Linked DNA regions of Mus musculus: all the other regions are linked to region 1. The links are chromatin contacts, called in public Hi-C and HiChIP or PLAC-seq maps. All regions are on one chromosome and are shown on one strand. The core of a region is the stretch at or near the end of the contact, and the rest is flanking DNA. Distances in the headings are between cores, read along the strand shown. Region 1 has its middle 6.5 kb from the start of Gm12409. Region 2 holds the start of Trmt10b (tRNA methyltransferase 10B). Region 3 overlaps Shb (src homology 2 domain-containing transforming protein B). Region 4 overlaps Shb (src homology 2 domain-containing transforming protein B). Region 5 overlaps Shb (src homology 2 domain-containing transforming protein B).

Region 1 (2,700 bases), core at 146-2,645:
CATCGAGCAGGCAAGCAAAAACCATGAAGGGGTTGGGGTGAAGCAAGCCACTTTATTCTCATTTACAAACTGACTCCACAGTTCAATTTCCCACCCACCGAGCACCTGTTCTCCCTTCTCCAAATCTTGAACTCCTGCAAGCTGCAGTTTCTCATTAGGACAGAGAACTCTCCTCTCAGCCCAGAGAGCCACCTGCTACAGGATTCTAGTAATAAAGATGAATAGTTATGTGCTGTGAGGAACTCACACCCCCCAGCCACAAAACCAGCCTGACATGCCAGTCCTGATCACACTGTGGGCCAGAGGGAAAGCCTCTGCGTCTCCAGGAAAAGGTCCCTCCTCACTACAGTGTAGTGTGTCAGGAATTTGGTGACATCTCCTGACTTTTAGAGGTAAAGCAAAAAAAAAAAAAAAGGGACTCAGAAGTGAAGTCACTTGTTCAAGGTCACACAGATAAGCAGTCAGATTTGGTTTCAAAATCAACTTGCTGTTTGAAAATGTGGCCTTAGGTGGAGGTCTCCCTTCAAGGTCACCCGGGTGGACTCCACTCTGGCAGGGCTAATGGACGATAAACAGAGGTCTGGGAGTGCTGGCAGAACAGAACTGAATTGCACCTGACACTTGAAGGTAGCTGATGGACAAGTGATTCACACCAGAGCCACAGTTTACATTGTCCCTGTAGTGGCTTCTGGGGAGTGGGGCAGGCAGTTAGAATATTCCAGTCCCAGCGGGAGGCACAGGGGCAGACTCTTAGAAGGAATTATTAACACCCAAGGAATTCCTTCGGAACAGTAGGGGGGAATAAAGATTCTTAAAAAAAAGGTCTAATAGCAAATTTTCTGGATTTTCCAGCTAATTTGAAGGTACCTACTTGGAACATTTTCTTGTCAGAAAAGATTTTAAAATACATTCATTCAGTGTGACATGATAATTGGGCCTGGCTGTCTGATGAATGCCTTTTATCTCTTCCTGAGCTATTGTTCAGTGGGATGGAGCCGATGGGCTGCAGGCTGCAGCCAGCACTTGGTTAAATGCACTCACAGAGCCACTTTCAATGATTCTGGTCACAGGAGACAGCGAGACGCGAGATGGAAGCTTATGTGAGCAAGTGTCCGGAAGAGGAGGACATTAAGTGGTTAGAGAGGGCATTTTCTCGAGGCACACATGAGAAGACCAGGGTCCAGGGAGCTGCCAGTGCCACTCAACATAGGGGTTGCATAGATCTGTGTCTCCTGAGCCAGACCCCAGGTCCCTGTATCCTACCTCTTGAGGGGGTCTGTGGAAAAGATGCAGCAGTGGGCAGCTTACGTCTGGGAGACACTGCCCGGTCAGTCCCCACCTACCCCTGACCTCCCCTGCACCAGAGACCCCGCCCTCTGAGCTGCACAGCAGGACTGGGTGGCCCCAAGGGCTGTGCTTTCCTGGTTGTGTGTTCTTAGCTCTGCCGCTTCATGGAAGCAGCTGTCTTTATGGGCCCTTTTTCCTCTTGCCTTTCACATTTTCCTTCCTTTAACCATTTTGTTTTTACAAAGGCAAATTTCCAGACCTGGCCACCTGACAGTCATCTCCACCTTTCTTTATCACCCCTAAGAAAGAGGGGTTTGTTTGGATTTTTTTGTTCTTCAACTTTACGCCATTTCTCCCCCATCCATGTTTTTCTGTTGAATTTGCTTCAGAAATTCTTTGTAGGAACCAAAGGCGCTTTAGAGCGTCTCGGAGCTTTCCATATGTTAATAAGGTGTTTGTAGAACTGTAGCTGGGGTTTCCTCCTTGTCAGAGCAGGGCTATCCTTCCTTTTAAGAGACAGCTTGTCCTCAAAAATGCCCTTCATTAACATTTAACGAATAGTACAGTTTCCGTTGGGATTAAGAAGTTGACATTTCCATTGTTTTTCTTAGAAAACAGCACAACATTAGCCATGCCCTCGAGGGACTGCATTTTCCACCAAAGTGAGATAACAAAGGCCTGGGCAAGGAGTCCTTACCTGGCTGGGTGTGTTGCTATTTAGACATGCGTGTCTGTCTGCGGCTCTTCCCGTGCATAATCGCATCTCTGCATCTGAATGTGTGTTTATGACATTTTACACGTGGCTGTGATTGTCTGCCAATAGGTAATTGGCTATGTATAAATCTGGGCTGGTGTGTGTGTGTGTGTGTGTGTGTGTGTGTGTGTACTATTCACAGTTGTGAATGTGTGCTGTACCTGACTGTGTTCATGCATACATTTGTCTGCATATGTTCTAGGGTGTCTATGCACATAGAGAGATGTGCAGACTTATGTGGAAGTGGGTGCTCTGGGTCTGGGAGTCTGTGTCCCCAGTGCCTGGGTGTGAGCTCCTGTGTGTACAGAAGTCTTTGTCCTGTTTGCTTAAGTGTTTGGGAGGCCCGAGGATGCCCAGCTTTGTGTTCAGAGCCCCTTATAAACATAGACCCAGCGCCCTCCGGTGGACGTTGTTGGAATGCAGCCACAAATAAAACAAACTGGCATGCTCAAAATTATGTCCGATTCAAAATAAGAGTTTCTGGTTATGTGCAGGGCAAAGCTTCTGGGGTTTTCCTTGAGAAAGGGTGTGTGTGTCCAGGCTTATGCTCCTGGATTAGGGTACACGCTCAACAGAGAATGAAGATAGCAGGCTCAACACAGGCAGCTGTCTCATGGTGACATTGTGAAGGGGCTCTTTTTCTGGGGTGGGGACAGGAT
Region 2 (2,700 bases), core at 192-2,691, 470 kb before region 1:
AATCACCTAATTCATTAAGAAAATCAAGGTCATTAGCTTCTTTAAGTTCAGAATATAGTTTCAACCATGGGTCTTCAAAATTCTCTGAGCTCCCAGGAGGGAGAGAATCTGGAGAGGTTTCAATAGTTGAAAGTGCTGGTGGATCAACAAGCCAATTCCAGTATTTTAAAAGATTCATCCTTGTACTTCTGTTACTCTAGAACCACTCCTGGTACCAACTTCTGTATTAGTCAGGGTTCTCTAGAGTCACAGAAGTTATGGATAGTATCTAGATAGTAAAGGAATTTATTGATGACTTACAGTCGGCAGCCCAATTCCCAACAATTGTTCAGTCGCAGCTGTGAATGGAAGTCCAAGGATCTAGCAGTTACTCAGTCTCACGCAGCAAGCAGGCGAAGGAGCAAGAGCAAGAGCTAGACTCCCTTCTTCCAATGTCCTTATATTGTCTCCAGCAGAAGGTGTAGCCCAGATTAAAGGTGTGTCCCACCACACCTTTAATCCCAGATGAAAGGCGTAGCCCAGATTAAAGGTGTGTTCCTTAAACTCGGAGATTCAATCTTCTGGAATCCATAGCCACTATGGCTCAAGATCTTCAAACCAAGACCCAGATAAGGATCTCCAAGCCTCCAGATAAGGGTCACTGGTGAGCCTTCCAATTCCGGATTGTAGTTCATTCCAAATATTGTCAAGTTGACAACCAGGAATAGCCACTACAGTTGCTCTTGCAGAGAACCTAGGTTTGGTTCCCAGCCCCCACATGACTGCTCATAACTCTCTGTAACTTCAGTTCCGATGGGGGCGGCAGGTTGGAGAGGTGCGGGGGAGTGGGATTCCAATACCCTCTTCTGGTTTTCCCAAGTACCAAGCATGCATGAAATGCACATGTGTATGCAGGCAAAACACCCATACATATGAACAAAAATAAATCTTAAAAAAAGAAAAGTAAAGACAAGACTTGGACTAGTCGCTTCACGCATCTGAGCCTATTTCTGAGTTGATATGTGAAGGGAGATGTTCAAGGTATGTAACTAGCCACTAGACTCTTTGCCTGCTAAGTCTTGTCTGCGCTTTGAACTTGGACAGCCTGGCGGCAGAAGGACCACTGTGTGCTCAGGAAAGGGCTGTGCTAGCTCATAGTCCCTGCTGGTTGAAGGGAAACCCAGGGAATCTTAAGGGCCCCATACTGACCAAAAAGACAAAGTAGGTGGTTTAGAGCTTGGTTTAAAGTCGCCAGAAAGCCACTAGTCACCTGTTTGAGCTATGTAAGGTTTACGAGGACTTGGAATTGCCATCGTCAACTAACAGACAGATAACCCAGAGTATAGAAGCCCAGCCAATCTACTGGTATCATCTAGTGCGTTGTTAGACTGAAAACTACAACTCCCAGAATGCCACTCAAAGCTGATCAGGAACCGGAAGTGGCTTTGGGGCGGGACCAACTGTGTTCTCTTCTGAGCAAGGTGTGTTAGGTAAGCCAAGATCTGGTTCTGAGGGTTGGCTAGAGACTGCGGGGTCCCACCGAGACGCCTAGGCACCCCACAGCCCTGGGGAGTCTGGGTCTTGCCTTTCCTCGGTCGCAGCACGCGAGTCAGTGTGACCCGCGTTCCCTGCAGCCTGGGATCTAAGCAGGTGTTCTGGTGCTGAAGGTGGTTGGGCTCAGAATGAGAAAATGAGAGACCTATGCAAACAGGATGATTGGACACTTAGCGACGGCGTTTGTGCTCATCAGGTGGGACTTGGGCTAGAAAAGGTCTAAGGCGGAGACGGCGGTGTTAACTCCAAGTATTTATTGAGAGTCTGAGTAAACGGAACATTTAATTTTATTGGAACGGTGTGAAAAAATCAGACAAAAAATAAGTAGGTGGTGTTGGATAGTGAAAATATGCCTGATCTGAGGACGTGTGAGACTAAGGGAAGAGCATGTGGGCAGAGATTAACAGTTTATGTAGACATTGGGATATTTAGTATGTTTGGGAAATAGGTAGGTCACAGTTTATGCAGACATCGGGATATTTAGTATGTTTGGGGAATAGGTATACCACAGAGCGTAAAAGAAAATGATGGAGGAGGGGCTACCAGGAAAGATGGCTCTTGCTGAGGATGGGAGTTTAGTTCTCAGCACCCATGTCTGGGCGACTCATGACTGCCTGTAACTTAAGCTCCAGACACCTGTACTGAACTGATGCACACATAGCCACATACATAATTTTTAAAAATAAAATGGCTCTGGTGTGGTGGTGCAAGCCTTTAATTCGGGAGGCAGAGGCGGGCAGATCTCCGTGAGTTCTAGGCCACCCTGGTCTCCAGAGGGAGTTCCAGGATAACCAGGGTACAGAGAAACCTTGTCTCAAAAAACAAACAAACGAATGAATGAATGAATGGATGGATGAATGGTTGGATGGATGAATGTGGGAGGCAGAGACAGGGCAGATTTGTGAGTTGGAGGCCTGCCTGGTCTCCAACCAGTATATAGCAAGTTCAAGGCCAGCTAGGGCTACATAGTGAAACCCTGTCTATAAATAAACAAACAAACAAATAAATATAAATAAATAAATAGAATCCTCTAGAAAAAAGAAAGTTGACAGAAGGGAGAGAGCCCTTAGTGATCTGTGCAGATAGTGTGTAGATTTTGGATTACGGTGAGTGAAATAGAAAATGCTGCTGACTCTGGCCAGAAGAGTGGTGTAATTCTCAAACATT
Region 3 (2,700 bases), core at 198-2,697, 270 kb before region 1:
ATCCGGACTGCCATTCAAGTGGCATATTTGGCAGAAGACACTTATGAGAAGACAGGGAAATGAGCCTGAGAAGGGAGGGTAGCTAGAAAAACTGGGCTGCAGGGTCAGCTGAGTGGATGTGCTCCAAGAAAGCAACAGTAAGAACCCTCAAGCAGAGGTGGAAATCCCCAGAGGGGAGGCAGGAAGGGGCCCCTGGGGAGAGACTGACGGGACCCACGGAGGCCTTTCTGCTCAGTTCATCCCAGCGGAACCAGAAGAACACCAAGCACACTGTGCTGGGCTCCCATCACCCTGTCCCTTTTTCTGTCCACACATTTGATCTCGTCATTTCAATTTCTTCACTGTGAAAGAGGAGACCAATCTTCCATGATGAACCTCCCTCTGGGATGCTGAGCAAATTCTAGAGGTACTGCCCAGGTCTCAGAAGCCGCCTTCTCTCGAGCAGGAAGCTTCTCCAACAATACCGGTAGCCTGTCCCTTCATCGTCAAAATAGGTGCCTGGACAAAAATCACAGGGGACCTGGTGGGCCTCGAGTGACAGTCGTCCCCAGGGAGGTAGAGACAGAAGGGCAGGCACCGAAGGCCACATAAACATGGAGAGCCCTGCCATCTCCTCCTCCCCCAGGGCTACCAGAGGCCTCACCTCTGCGGCTTTCGGGCTTTGGTTTCTTTCAGACTTCAAGCTGCATGGAAGAGGTCTGCAGGGAGCAGAGAAAATGCTCTCTTGGGATCGTGGGCATCTAAAAGGCCTGGCTCAGTGTACTTCGTTTCTTGGGTTAAGTACTATAGGGTTTTATTTATCAGGGATTTTGACGTTTATGGTCCCCAGGGACAACGTCATGACATGTGGCTTGTGCAGTCACATAGGCCAGGGCTTGAATTAATGTCTTTCTGTCACTGATTTGAAAGTTCTTTCCCTTTAGCATAAAGGATTGAACCCAGGGCCTCCCAAGTGTTAAGCATGGGCTACTTCTCTCAGCTACACTCCCAGCTCTCAGTAATTCTTTAATGACGTGATTTACATTACTTTGGGAGGGGGCGGTCCCGCAATCCATGCAGCTGATTCTGATTGGCTTCCACACCCAGAAGTTCCCTTGGAGCTCTTGGGGCTTTTTGTTGTTTGTTTCTCTTTCTCTTTGGTATCCCTCGCTGTCCTGGAACTAACTGTGTAGACCAGGTTGGCCTCAAACTTACAGAGATCCACTTGCCTCCCAAGTGCTGGGGTTAAATGTGTGTGCTACCACCACCCAGGCTCACATTCCTAATGGCCTCTTCTCCCCAGCTCGGCAGCATTTGCTAAATTACACATCCAGTGCCCGTTTCCCCATCAGCGGGGGACAGATGTCATTTTAAAAAAGAACAAAGTCGAAGCACAAATCAAAGTTCAGGCCGCCCGCCCAGCTTTTCATGTCTGTGGTTCCGCGGACACCACCAAGCCTTTGGGACGCAGCACAGCAAGGCAATGACTGTGTGGATTCCACAGTAATGGTGTGTGTCTAACTAAGGTCCTGGCCTGGGCCAGTCCTCTCCCCAGGGCTTCTCCTGGACTCCCCCTGAATTGTCTCTAGAAAGCACCATCACAATTTTCAGAGAAGAGCTCCGTGAGTCAGGCCCAGAACAGCTCGTATTTATTAATGCACATCGTAAAATCTCCTTCCAAACAGGCCATAATTCACCAGCCACAGGACACATCTCATCCTTAAAGAGGTATGCTGAGCTGAACACCAGGCTTATCAATCTAAAAAAAAAAAAGAAAAGTGCAGTCTTTTACAGTGGTCTTGCTAGGTAAACTGGGAGCTAAGGAAGGGATGAGGTCTTGTTGATAAGACAACTATCCAACACCTGCTCCTCTCTGCTGAGACCAGGCTTGGCTCACGGGGTTCCCTAAACCACTAGTGCGAGGACACTGGAACCTCAGACCAGACCTTGAAGGCACAAAGAGCGTGGGAAGCAGCCATAGGGGTATTGCTGAGGGAGCACCTCCCGAGGGCCGGGCTCTTGGAGCTGGGTTTCCGATATCATCTTAGTTCACCAACCTAACCTCTGAGCAGATGCGTCACCCCCAGTGCTGGCTCTCCCATGCCACCCACTTTTTCCCAGTAACAGGAAATCTCCAAAGGAAGGCTTGACAGGAAGAGGAGGAGGACGCTCTGCCAATTTGGCTCAGATGTGCCAACCCTAGGCAAGGGCGGCCCTAACACTCCCTCGTCAGCCAGTACTGGAAGTCTCTCTTCCTCAGACAGCAGCAGCCCTTGTGACTTACTTCACACACCTGCCACCTGCCGGGGCCACACCTGGGGAAGCAGGGCTTCCTCCTGTGGCCTGTGCTAACAGGCTGCTGGCTTCTAGCTCTCACCTCCCTCCATCTCTACACTAGGCTCATCCTGCCTAGGAACCCCACGGCCCCGCCCACAGCAGTACACTGACACGGGCCTCAACCTTAGAGGCTGTGAATGATATGATGCCACTCACAGTATCCCGTGAAAGAGGCCACTGGACCTCCTCTCCTGATCCCCAAACCTTTCCACAAAAAATGTCCTCTGAACAGAGGAGGGAATAAAAGCCAGAAGGGAACCGGGAACTTGCCTCCCTCCCTGAGTGAGCTGAGTTCGGAGGACTGAGTCCTGAGTGGATATGTATGTTTGAGATACACAGCCACACCCAATGCCTCAGACCCGTGGATACGGCCAAGCCGTCCCT
Region 4 (2,700 bases), core at 51-2,550, 330 kb before region 1:
AAAGCCAAATGGAGCTTTTACAGCTTTGAGCTATGGCAGCAAAGGGCTATAAAACCTGCTGCATGATTTTTATAATTCTGCCTCAAATACCAAGAGCGTTTATGAGGAAAACAAGAGAAGGAAACACAGTGCTGGTGAGGCTCAGAAGGGTCATAACCTTGCAGACTATGGAGGTGGGACAAGACGATGACAGGCTGCTGGCAGAGTCTCTGTCACCTCCTGACTCTGCTCCAGCTGACAGGGGCCTAGGGAACAGTTAAACCCTGTCTATAACCTGGGGTCTTACTGTATGCAACGGTGGCTCTGGGCTCCACTAGAAGCTTCAATTATGGCTGATGGGATTTGTTGTGGGAGCTCTGAACTGTTTACACGGTCTAACTCCCCTATACACCCCTGGCTGAAGCCAGCACCCAGGCTGCGTGACCCCCTGCATCTCTGCAGCATCTCCACGTCACAGATGAGCACAATTCCATAAAGTTCCCATGCCCTTATGCAAAGGTGGGATGCCTGATCTTCTGGCTCCAAGGCTCCTCTTTCTCATGCAGGCAACATTCTGCAGCTGTCCTCATGGCTTCTCGCCCTATAACATCCCAGGGGATGTCCCTGAAGGCCCTGAACAACCATTTCCTGGATGGCTCTGGCAAAATTTCATTAAATACATTATGTTAACAAACTGGTATGAGGGTGATTAGAAAGAAATGTTCTGGTTTGGAGAGATCAGCCAGCCTCCAAAGGGAAGTGTCCAGGACATGGAATCTTCCTGGTGACGAATGGGCAGTTGGAATGCCTCCCCTGGTGGCTGAGCCACACAGGCAGATGAAGCAGGCTGATAGGAGATAATTAAAAGCCTGCTGGAAATGTAATCAGGGTGGGTCAGATGCTGGAGAGGACTTGGGAGGAACAAAGGGAGGATGGAGCAGGCTGGGAGGAGACAACCATCACCTCCTAGCACAAATCTTGCGGACGGACGGATGGACGGACGGACGGACGGACGGACGGGCAGTTCGAGGCAGAATCGGCATAGCACACACCGCCTCGGGGTCTGCATAACTGGAGGGAAGTGGGGAGCCGTGTGTCTGTATGTGTGTGGGGAGCATTTTCAAAGCCAACTGTACCTGATCCCCTAGCTGCTCAGAAACTTGGCCACAGCCCTCAACTTTACCCTTCCTTCCCCTGTTTGTCACCCATCCACCACCTGTCCTTGTCCTTCCCTGAGTTGGTACAGCTGCCTCCCTCCTGACCTAGCATATATCCACCGGCAGAAGAGCTATGCAGGCACTCCACCCCTGTGAGCTTCCTTGAGCCTCTGTCTGCTACCAGACACCGCCAGTTTCCAAGACACACCTCCACATTTAGTTGAAGTGAATAACTGTGTGTGTGTGTGTGTGTGTGTGTGTGTGTGTGTGTGTGTGTGTAGAACAGAGATTGGGGTCAGGCAGAATGCTTCGCCTGCCCCTGGTTACACAGCCTAGCAGAGCAGGTTCCTAGCTAAGCTTGGCTTCCCCCACTGTAAAGGGGGAAGGAGGGTTGCATTTCCCTGATGGTGCTGAGACTGGACTCAGAGGAGGAAGCAGAACCCTACCCCCACCCCATCCTAAGCCAGCCATGGGTTAAGAGCCGGACAGAGGAGCCCTGTTTTCAGGCCCCACCTTAGGTCCCAGACCCTTTATGTTTTCAGGCTTTGACATGTTACAACTGCCTGGAAAAGCTGCCAGAGGATGCCTGACCTGGGTCCTGCCAGGAACATCTGGAGCAGTCCTGGTAAGGAAGGGGGGTCTTCTGCTCAGATGGACCCCACAGGGCAGAAAGAATGTCAGGATGCATTAAAATCTGAGCTTCACTCGCAGCTGTGGCGTCACATGACCTCTGCTAGCTGCAAGAATGAAAGCTTTCTGGTGGCACTGTCACAGAGGGAGAGCTACACTTTAGGTGCCCACCCCCTTTCTAGTGTTCCCCTTGTCCCACCTCATGGTGGGGTTTCAGTAATCCAGAGCTATTCAGCTGGACACGTCCCACCTGCTTTGCTGGGGAATGCAACCTGAGGTCTGTCTGAATCCCCTCCCAAAGGGAAAGCCAGGACTGCTACGTCCATCTACCCAAGGGTAGTGCAGGATGTGAAACCACTGCTCTGAACCAGCCTGCACCTTTTCTACCTACCACACGACCCAATTGTTGATGTACAGGCTCTGGGGTCTGGAAGGTGGCTGGCTGCAGGTGGAGGGCAGTGGCAGGCAAATGTCTGCTGGCTTGGCAGGCACATTTCCCGCATCCTTCCATTCTGGAGGACAGCTGCACACTTCAGACTCAGCATTCTCCCCCAACCCCCCATAGAAGAGCGCTAGGGTCCCTTTGCCTAAAGCTGCACTTCTTAATTACCTGCTTCCTTTAACCTTCCAGAGGGAGAGAACACACAGCACACTGAGCAGAACATTATCTTTTCCTTTAGCGGTCCTGAAAGGACAGGGACCCTTCGTGTATTGAGAGCCAGCCACGTTGTCTACCTTGGCCCATGCTCACCTGTCTCAATGCTGACTGAGGTTTGGGTGAGGGTGGGGATGACTTCCTGTCTCTGGGCCTTGTTTTCATCTACAGGGTCTCTTTCTGTTGTATACATCCCAAGATACCCGCTCATGGGATCTTCAGTGTTCCTGCCCGGCATGCCGTGTGAGGGACCAGAATGCGATTCTGATAGGAAGGAAC
Region 5 (2,700 bases), core at 190-2,689, 300 kb before region 1:
GAGGAGGGGGCGGATTGGGATAGAACACAGAATAGGAAGTTCCCACCTAAAAATAACTGGGTGGCTGGATGTGGACTCAACTTTGAGAAACAAGGCATTTGAGCTGTGAGCCTGAGGTGGAAGTCATGCTAGCAAAAGGGAGCACAGTACTCAGCTTCCTGATGACAGAGGACTGGGGTCAACTCTCAGTTCAGACCCCTAAACTTACAGGAACCTCACAGCATGAAGGCCTGTCTGAGGCTGAGAACTAGTGGGTGGAGGATGGGCTGAAGGACGAAGCTGGAGGGCAGGAGCCTGGCCAGCTCTACAGCAGACTGCACACAGCCCCGTCCCCTCTGGCAACTTCCTTATCTTCAGAGTGACCAAACTTAGGCCTGCTAGCCTTGTGGCTCACTCGGACACTGAATGATCCTCTTATAAACTGTTCTCTTTATGTCTGTGTTTACATGTGACTGCAGCAACACGACAACACAAGCAAGCAGAAGGCACACTGGGCACGTGGAGTGACCTCTTGGCCAGTTCACTTCTAGCTGGTGACCTTGGCAAGCCCTCTAACCTTTCTGGGCTTCCTGTAGCTTACAAGTGGATGACATCAGCAGGCCTCAGTGAGTAAGAAATAAGGTGCAAGAGGCACGGAGGCATTAGTCTCTTCTGCCCCTGCGTCCTGATTGGGTATGCACTGCTGTGGGGATCTAACCCAAGGAAGGCCTGTGTTTGCTAAGCAAGCACTCTGCTCCACCTCACCCAGCCTCCAACCTTGCATGACAGAGCAGATTCAAGTACAAATCAAACAACTACGTTTTTTCAGTGATGGACTATGGAGGCATACATATCCGTGGGTACGCTCTGGATCTGGATTCAACCCCTGGCTCTGCAATCTACCAGCTCCTGACTCGAGGGGCCTGCCCCAGCGGAGTCCTGTAGGCTCAGTTGTGGAGTGGGGAGAAAATTAATATCGACTTCATGGGGCTGTTATAAAATAAAACCAGACAAAGGATATAAAAGAGGCTTGTAAACCGTAAAGCCCCGTGCAGATGTTCCACATTAGGGAGGGATGGACACACACGGGCAGAGTCCCACAGCCTTGTTCCTAACTGACAGCTGGTACACATGACTCACACAGTCCTTTGGCTTGGTCCACATGAGAATGCATGCTATTTTATATTGGACAGAGCTTTTTTGATAAAGTCAACTTCAACCCCACAACTCGCTTTATTCCATATCTGCCTCCCCCCAAAAGGCAATTCTGTTTTGGGAAGACACAATCTGGTTCCCCAGGTTCAAAAGTTTGACAGTTCTGCCCCAAAGCAGCCCCAAAGCGAGCCCAGGAGAAAGGAGCACCTCGGCATTGCCTCTCAAACCCGCTGTCTAGAGCCAAGCCTCCCTCCCTCAGTGCTTCGTTAAGTACATCATCTGCTGGCGCTTGGCATGGTTCCCTGAGCTGGGAACTACAACCACTGATGTGCTATGACAGCTGAGTGCTGCTGCCAGACCAGCTTCCTCACCCGGCCCTGGGGGAGGATGGGGCTGGCCGGAGCCCGAGGGAAGGGCGGCAGCTGTCACGGTACAGCTGCCACCTCAGGCTCACTTCAGATTTCACTCACGTCCCCCTGACAAGGAGGCACCATGACCACAGGCCACATGACCAAAGACTCTGGCTTATCTTCCTCCTGATGCAGAGACAAAGAGGTGAGGGAAACCGCCCCCACCCCTACCCCCACCTCTGTCACCAACAACTTTTAAATTCCTGGGTGCAGAGTGCCTTTTCTCATGGATGTCTACTGCCACCAGACCGAACAGCTCAACCATCTGCCCCCTGCCCCTGACTAAGCAGCACCTCTGCTTTTCCAGAGCTCACCTCCAGCCCTGTCAGAGCTGGCTAGGCACCTGCTAGACATCCTGTGCCAAGCTTTGAGGACTGACAGAGCCTCCGAGATCTTTCTGGGGAGTCTCCTACTACCCTTCCTCCACTGGGGTAGGCTCTTGCCTAGTCTGCTTTTATCACAGACAATGTCAAATACATTAATAAAAGAAAGCATCACATGAGCAGCCGGGACGCCAAGAAAAAGGGGGGAAGGCATTTAGAAACTTCACAAACCCCTGCGAGGGGCTCACATTACAGGCTGACTGAACTGGCCAGTGCTGTGCCAATCCTACACACCCCACAGGGGTCACTGCCACCAGGGGTCCTTGAGTGTGCTCCACTCTACCTTCCAGAAGAACAGAGTGGGACAGATCATTCCAAGACCCAAATCTTCATCTCAGACAGATGCCTTTCAACATTCAGTTGGTTCCCATCCAACAGTTCCACCTAATAGGTCAAACCACTCTGGTTCCAGGGGGCTTTAATTTGCAACCAATTCCTCTTCCAGGTTCAGCAGGAAGTGCCTGCTGTTTAAAACACCCTACCCTCCTGCTGCTTGGAGACCCTAGACAAGTCAGACAACCTCAAATGGTAGCTTTGAAAAGTGTCCAAGCTGCCATGTTGTGTGCCCTACGCTAGTTAGGGGACACAGGTGGGAGCAAGGCGGGCAGCCACCTGCTGCAGCTGAGGTCTACCTGTCCACGGGGCTTGAGTGAACTTTTGAGCTCCCAGGGGACTGAGCTTCCCTTGACACCCCAAGTGAAACCTTCTGCATTTTGTAGGCTCAGCTGGGCTCCTGCTGAAGCCTGTTCATGGGGGAAACTCAGTTCCTGTGG

Evidence for each region. A called contact is a pair of places that touch in the nucleus more often than the background predicts. HiChIP or PLAC-seq counts read pairs in DNA pulled down with a chosen protein or histone mark.
Region 2: an H3K4me3 HiChIP or PLAC-seq map of embryonic stem cells shows a contact between it and region 1, with 5 times the contacts expected there. The contact joins the promoter of Trmt10b here to the enhancer-like site in region 1. A contact is called at or near these places in 6 of 39 promoter capture datasets (the C10 cell line, cranial neural crest, hippocampal neurons and 2 more), 2 of 15 datasets of contacts at CTCF or cohesin (large pre-B cells and pro-B cells), 8 of 484 Hi-C or Micro-C datasets (B cells, the N1E-115 cell line, cardiomyocytes and 4 more), 11 of 115 datasets of contacts at active chromatin or transcription factors (the SCID.adh cell line, astrocytes, double positive thymocytes and 3 more) and 1 of 9 other capture datasets (adipose tissue).
Region 3: a contact with region 1 is called in an H3K4me3 HiChIP or PLAC-seq map of embryonic basal ganglia, with 5 times the contacts expected there. The contact joins two enhancer-like sites. A contact is called at or near these places in 5 of 39 promoter capture datasets (the C10 cell line, cranial neural crest, frontonasal cranial neural crest and 2 more), 3 of 484 Hi-C or Micro-C datasets (embryonic stem cells and nephron progenitors), 13 of 115 datasets of contacts at active chromatin or transcription factors (VIP interneurons, cardiomyocytes, craniofacial prominence and 7 more) and 2 of 9 other capture datasets (adipose tissue and embryonic stem cells).
Region 4: a Hi-C map of ganglionic eminence shows a contact between it and region 1, with 2.3 times the contacts expected there. The contact joins two enhancer-like sites. A contact is called at or near these places in 1 of 15 datasets of contacts at CTCF or cohesin (the NIH/3T3 cell line), 27 of 484 Hi-C or Micro-C datasets (B cells, CD8 T cells, the G1E-ER4 cell line and 16 more) and 15 of 115 datasets of contacts at active chromatin or transcription factors (the HL-1 cell line, the SCID.adh cell line, VIP interneurons and 10 more).
Region 5: an H3K4me3 HiChIP or PLAC-seq map of embryonic basal ganglia shows a contact between it and region 1, with 6 times the contacts expected there. The contact joins two enhancer-like sites. A contact is called at or near these places in 5 of 484 Hi-C or Micro-C datasets (the HL-1 cell line, the N1E-115 cell line, cerebral cortex and 1 more), 13 of 115 datasets of contacts at active chromatin or transcription factors (the SCID.adh cell line, SST interneurons, astrocytes and 9 more) and 3 of 9 other capture datasets (embryonic stem cells, liver and pancreatic islet).

Annotation. Positions count from the first base shown.
Region 1 is chr4:45,769,421-45,772,120 of GRCm38.p6, forward strand. No RefSeq gene overlaps it. Among named protein-coding and RNA genes, the nearest start is that of Gm12409, 6.5 kb to the left of the region's middle. Within about 2 kb of position 1,396, at least 44 of the 459 cell types and tissues checked have an H3K27ac peak or open chromatin away from gene starts, as enhancers often do. A contact at or near this core is called in the N1E-115 cell line, embryonic basal ganglia, embryonic forebrain and 3 more, where this site is marked.
Region 2 is chr4:45,295,727-45,298,426 of GRCm38.p6, forward strand. It overlaps Trmt10b (tRNA methyltransferase 10B), which reads left to right and starts at 1,442. Exons shown (of 9, transcript NM_027266.4): 1 at 1,442-1,469.
Region 3 is chr4:45,498,349-45,501,048 of GRCm38.p6, forward strand. The region is part of intron 1 of Shb (src homology 2 domain-containing transforming protein B); the gene reads right to left. Among named protein-coding and RNA genes, the nearest start is that of Shb, 31 kb to the right of the region's middle. Within about 2 kb of position 1,448, at least 76 of the 459 cell types and tissues checked have an H3K27ac peak or open chromatin away from gene starts, as enhancers often do. A contact at or near this core is called in embryonic basal ganglia, embryonic stem cells and stem cell-derived epiblast-like cells, where this site is marked.
Region 4 is chr4:45,435,376-45,438,075 of GRCm38.p6, forward strand. All of the region lies in intron 5 of Shb (src homology 2 domain-containing transforming protein B), which reads right to left. Among named protein-coding and RNA genes, the nearest start is that of Gm46852, 27 kb to the left of the region's middle. Within about 2 kb of position 1,301, at least 24 of the 459 cell types and tissues checked have an H3K27ac peak or open chromatin away from gene starts, as enhancers often do. A contact at or near this core is called in the N1E-115 cell line and ganglionic eminence, where this site is marked.
Region 5 is chr4:45,471,807-45,474,506 of GRCm38.p6, forward strand. The region is part of intron 2 of Shb (src homology 2 domain-containing transforming protein B); the gene reads right to left. Among named protein-coding and RNA genes, the nearest start is that of Shb, 58 kb to the right of the region's middle. Within about 2 kb of position 1,440, at least 187 of the 459 cell types and tissues checked have an H3K27ac peak or open chromatin away from gene starts, as enhancers often do. A contact at or near this core is called in the N1E-115 cell line, embryonic basal ganglia and embryonic forebrain, where this site is marked.